Linked DNA regions of Mus musculus: region 1 is linked to region 2. Evidence: chromatin contacts called from public HiChIP or PLAC-seq data. All regions are on one chromosome and are shown on one strand. Each heading gives the region's core, a stretch centred on a gene start, on an enhancer-like site or on the middle of the called end of the contact. The rest is flanking DNA. Distances are from core to core; before and after follow the strand shown. Region 1 overlaps Cacna2d2 (calcium channel, voltage-dependent, alpha 2/delta subunit 2). Region 2 holds the start of 6430571L13Rik (RIKEN cDNA 6430571L13 gene).

Region 1 (2,700 bases), core at 3-2,502, 150 kb after region 2:
ACCAGTTCTGATTTGAGGGGCTCCCGGATGAGAGAGGATAGAAAAGGCAAGAAGCGGGGTGCTGTGGGCAGGGTTTTTAGAGGGTGAGCCACCTGAGGGCTCTTCCTCCTTACTATTCCCAAGCCCAGTCCAGCCCAGGATGTAGGGACTCCAACCCTCCAGGTGTTGTCCATGGCCTGGGTCCCTTATCTCACACCATCGTCTGTCTCAGTCCCCCTAAGCTAAAGACGTTTAACTTACTGAAATTTGAAGGTACCGGTGGCCCACTGCTCCCCAGGAGAGTATTGTCCCCAGCCCAGCGCACAGCCTGTCCCCTTCTTTCTTGCCTTTTCTTGCAAGAATAGCTCCCAGAGCTCAGGGAAATTGATTGTTAAGTGAAACTCTCTGATAATTGCCTCTGAAATGCCTGCTGTTATCGTGATGGACTTGGCTGTGAACAGCCCTCCTCAGAATCCCACTGCGGTTCCCTCCATTGCTGACCATGGTGGGGACACCACAGGCCAGGCAAGACACCATCAGCAGCTTCACAGTAGCAGCATGGCCCTAGGGACCCCTTACCCTGCAGGGTGTGGTGAGGAAAAGAGGTCCCCAGAGGCCAAACCACAGGCCTGGGATCACAGCCCTGACTGGCTGGGGCAAAGCTCAAGCCCAGACCTCTATATGGGTTCAGATATCTCTGGCCTTGATTTAACATATGTTTGCTATCTACTCATTATATGCTAGGATCCAAGTTACCCTAAATTTAATAGCAACCAGGCACTGTCCCTCACTGAGCTCAGAGATCAAGATGACAGGCACAAGGAAGGTTCCCTGGGTGTCATAAGGGAACATTTTCTGGTGCCCAGAAGGAGTAGGGATTTGTCACGGGGAGTGGGTGAGTCAGGCTACAGGAATCTAGTCAGAAGTGCATGGAGGGGGGATAGCAGGGCCCTGGTAACAGGAGGATTCAAGAGCATAGCCCAGAGTCTAGACAGGGAGTCACTCCCAGGGCACTGTCACTCACAGCCCAGGCTAAGAACAGAGTGTATCTCCCATACACAGCAGACACCCTGGGGACAGGGACAAACTGAGGCTCTAGCTTGACCCAGAGTTAAGTAGCCTGCCTGCCCCTGGCCCATCCCAGGGGCACTAGAGAGGTGGGAGGAAGGTAAGTCTTGGGGGAGGAGGAGGACCCTTGGCTACCCCAAAGCAGGCCTGACGGTTATGTGCTTTGTAAAGACTGAGGACCAAGGCAGAGAGTGCTAAGCTGAAAGCCCCCACATACACACAATGATGTGCCCTACCAGGTAGACACAACAGGAAGCCTACAGGCTGGGCAAGGGCTAAAGGAAACTTCCAGAAAAGGTGGCTAATCAGGCAGAGGAGCAGTTAAGAGGGGAAAGCCCTCAAGTGGACCAGAGCCTGCAAGAAGAACCCCATTGGACAGGGTACCTGTGAGGGCTGCTAAGTTAGAGAAATGGGGCTGCCTAGAGACTGCTCACCCTCCGTGTGGATCTGTTACTACCCGCAGTTCACAGCAAGACCTGGAGGGCCAGACTGGTGCAGCCCCTGCTTGAGGAAGCCATGCTGAATGCAGGCCAGGCCTTCAGGGGTGGTCCCTCTACCCCACGCCCCCTCGCTCTCAGGCCTGTTGGGACCTTGAGCCCCAGGGGCCTGCCCAATTCACCCTGTCCCACCACCTGGCCCTTCCTTCCCACACCACTAGACCTGGCTGTTTAGCAGTTTCCACACGTCCAGCGCCCGGGGACGGGCTGATTGATCTGTAACACCGAAAAAATAATAATGGCTTGATCGTTACCGAGGATTAAAAGTAATCCTTCTGCTGTGGCTATTGCAACTCCGTTATTCACGAGTCAGCGGGCTGACCCAGGCCTTTGAGCCCAGGGGACTCTGTGAGCTTAAGGAGACCAAGGACTGAACCCTCCCTCCGGGGTGCTCCCTTACCTTGTCTGCTAGGTTTTGAAGCCTGAGGATCCTCGTGTTCTTGGGACCCATGAATCCTAGGGTCAAAGCCGTGTGCTGAGAGCGTGAAAGGGCAAGTGCATAAGTGTGCACTCGCGCGCGCGCGCACACACACACACACACACACACACACACACACACACACACACACACACACACAAAATGGCTGGGGGTAAAAGCAGAAAATCAGTAGAAGAATAAGGGAGCAGATTCCTTAGAGCCATGGTTCAGTTTGGGGCTTCAGCCCAGTTTGTTCTCCATCTTTTCTATACTAAGAGGCCTTAGTCTGGTTCCCACATTGCCTTAGACCCAACAGTTATGAAAAGCAATGGCCTCTACAGAGCCCCCAAGTAGCCTCAAGTCCCACTCTGAGGTACGTCTCAGGTCCCAGGGGAAATAAGGGCCCACTAGATAAGAGGAGGGGAGATGCCCTGGTGACTCGAGGCTCCTGCTTTGAGCGGTACCTCCAGGGGCTACCTCCCTGGACTTGGTGGATCTTGCAGCCCAAGTATAGAGCTTCACAGCTGGTGTAGTGCGGTGCCCACTTAAAATGCCACAAATCCCTTCACAGAAGGGTACTGCAGGATTATGAATTGGGAGGTCTCATCTATCCTAGGGGTTTAAGCCAAAAGGAAAATTCTTTCAGATGAAGAGCTTTGGGGGCTAGTGATATTCAGATCTACTCTCTGAGATAAGGGTCCAGGTCCTGAGTGTGAAATGGATTCAGAAAGACTGGAA
Region 2 (2,764 bases), core at 185-2,684:
TCAATTCCAAGCACCCATGTACACATACCCATCCAAACATACATACTTATAATTTTAAGAAATAACATAAAATATTCAAAAATAAATAGTTCACGGGGTAGCTCAATTGATGTGCTCACCTAACAGTCACACAACTCTGGGTTTGATGCCCACAAATGGGGTTTGGTAATACTTATAAATCCTAGTTTTCAGCAGGTGGAGGCAGGGAAACCAGAAACTCATCTTTTAAGGCCAGACTGGGCTACATGAAATCCTGCTTCAAAAAAGTAAAAAATAAAATACTTGAGTAAAAAGGGAGAGGGGCTGGGAGTTGGGTGTACTGGTGCACACCTATAAGTCCCAGTACAAGGGGGTCTGGAGAAATGCCTCAGTGGTTAAGAGCACTGGCTGCTTTTCCAAAGGACCCAGGTTCAATTTTGAGCACCTACAAGGAGGCTAACAGCAGTCTGTAACTCCAGTACCAGAGGATCCAATGCCCTCTTCTGGCTTCCTTGAACACCAGACACATATGTAGTGTACAGATACGTGTGCAGACAAAACATCCTCACACATGAAACTAATTAATTAAAAATTAAAACCCAAGCACCCAGGAGGTGGAGGATTGCCTTGGTTCAAGACTAACCTGGGCAACATAATAAGTATCGGGCCATCCTGGGTTACACACAGTCTGTTTAGGGGATGGGGTGAGGGTAGTTTTAAATGGTTGGGGATACAGCTCTTGGGTATAGGAAATCGGTACTTCTGTCCTGAGATGAATTTTGCTGTGGATGAAAACTATTATGAGAGGAATAGGTGGGCTATCACACAGATAATTCCATCTCAACATCTCTGGACTGAAGTCTCCAGGAGTCACTTACCAAAAACCGCCCTTGTTCCAAAACACCAGAGTTCCTATATAGGCAGGAAACTGAGACAAAAGAAGAGAAGCAGTTTGCTGTTCAAGGTCATAAATTCAATAGAAGATCAAACTGAATTCATTTTAGGTTTCAAATATTCCAGGTCTGGTGGTGCTCTCACCAAATCTCTGTACCTATGATTTTTGCGGCTTACAAGTCTGCCCCAGTGCGGGTGGAGGTGTCCAGGAGTCAGAATTCTGACCCAGAAAGGACCTGGCTACCTACGGTCCTCTGCCTAACTTCCGGCAGGCCATCAGGGTCAGAGGTATTCTCAGAGAGAATCTCTTTTAGCTGTCCGGTTTCAGGTCCAAGCTCCCGCTGGGAGCAGAGCTATATCTGAGCGACAGGCGAGTGAGCCAATGCTGATCGAGCTTTAGGCGAAGCAGCCAATCAGGGTCCGGAGGCGCTGGGGGGGGCAGGAGGCAAGGCACTCCGGCTCCTGGGGATCCCCCGAGGCTGCTCATCCCAGCCCCACCCCCTCCGTGGTCCGGACCCAGCCCACCCCAGCTCAGGTTGTCAGCCAGCGCAGGCTAATACTAGCTGATCCTGCGCGCACGCAAGGCGGACCTTGAGTCGGGACCTGTCGCCCCCAACGCCCGGGCCTGGGTGTTCCCCCGCCCACGCCTCCTGCGGGTCACTACCAACCTTAGCTTCTCAGACTGAGCTCGGCGCACCGGAGAGGATTAAGTAAGTGCTGAGATCGGCTGCTTCTGAGCAAGAATGGAGAAACCACAGGGTCGTGGAGGCGGGCGTGGGGATTGAGATAGGGAGGACTAAGAGACTCGATAGCTTCTTGGAGGTCGCGGTGCACACCACTTTTACCCCGGTGTTCTTCCCTTCCCCTTTGGACCCCCGAGACAAGCCAATAAAATACTCGGCAGGGTGGCTTCTCTCCTTTTTTTGCCAGTAATAAACAGACTCAGAGCAAGTTAAGGGTCTGGTCCAAGGTCATGGCTGGGATCAGTGACAGAGCCCAGAAGAGAACCTGAGACTTCTTGCTGAGCCAAGCTGGAGAGGACAGAAAGGAATGCGTCTACTCCATGCATGACCCTCTGCCAGCTTTGCTCCTTCCTAAGGGACCATGAACGATATGTGCACACCGCTCATACGTATGTGCACACCTGCAAGAGGAGGCATCCCATGTACACCTATGAGACGCACAGAGAAACATATATGTAGCCATAGGCTAGAAATTCTTTCTCTTTCTAGGTCTGCCCCTCTGCAGCACTGCTAGGACTCATTCCCACTCTGCTTTACCCAAGACCCACAGAGGCTGGGTGATCTTCCATCCTCCGGAGGGAAATAGGTGTTTCAAAGTGAGTATTTCATCAGTGCCTCTGAAGATGTAACTCCGTGCCTTACATCTACGAGTAAAGGAGGTAGCCCAAGGATCACCCCTGCCAACTTCCTTGCCAGAAGATCTAGCTCGGTCTACCCTTCCTGCCTCTTGGTGTCTCTACACCAGCCCCATCCTAGTCCCAACCATAGCATGGGTCTCACAGCTGACTAGGACCAGGGACTGCTGTGTCTAACTCCTCCTGGGTTGTTGGTGGTAGTGATGGGGATTTGGAACATTTATTGGATGCCTTCTGTGCTCATCTAAGTTCTTCCCTCCACACCCCACTGGGGACTGGTTCATTCTGATATACCATTAACCCTACAACACCATGGGGTTGTTCGTAATATTTCCCACTTTGAGAAAAACTAGACACAGAGAAGAGGGGTGACTTGCCTGAGGTTATATCAGGTGTGTCTGAGTCTTGGGCAAGTGTTTCCCAAGCAGAAGGAGGGATGTGGGGTGCAGAGAGTGAGGAGGTAGGAGTAGGAGAAGTAGCAATTACAGAGATAATTGGTGGACTTTTTCCAGG

The links. HiChIP or PLAC-seq counts read pairs in DNA pulled down with a chosen protein or histone mark.
Region 1: a contact with region 2 is called in an H3K4me3 HiChIP or PLAC-seq map of stem cell-derived neural progenitor cells, with 34 read pairs. The contact joins the enhancer-like site here to the promoter of 6430571L13Rik in region 2. A contact is called at or near these places in 9 of 39 promoter capture datasets (cranial neural crest, embryonic stem cells, frontonasal cranial neural crest and 4 more), 9 of 484 Hi-C or Micro-C datasets (bone marrow-derived macrophages, cerebral cortex, cortical neurons and 4 more), 16 of 115 datasets of contacts at active chromatin or transcription factors (T-cell acute lymphoblastic leukemia, bone marrow-derived macrophages, craniofacial prominence and 10 more) and 3 of 9 other capture datasets (adipose tissue, liver and pancreatic islet).

The regions. Positions count from the first base shown.
Region 1 is chr9:107,492,794-107,495,493 of GRCm38.p6, forward strand. All of the region lies in intron 3 of Cacna2d2 (calcium channel, voltage-dependent, alpha 2/delta subunit 2), which reads left to right. Among named protein-coding and RNA genes, the nearest start is that of Gm34037, 3.4 kb to the left of the region's middle. Within about 2 kb of position 1,253, at least 2 of the 459 cell types and tissues checked have an H3K27ac peak or open chromatin away from gene starts, as enhancers often do.
Region 2 is chr9:107,339,206-107,341,969 of GRCm38.p6, forward strand. It overlaps 6430571L13Rik (RIKEN cDNA 6430571L13 gene), which reads left to right and starts at 1,435. Exons shown (of 6, transcript NM_175486.3): 1 at 1,435-1,583; 2 at 2,106-2,212. It also overlaps a transcript of Hemk1 not described here.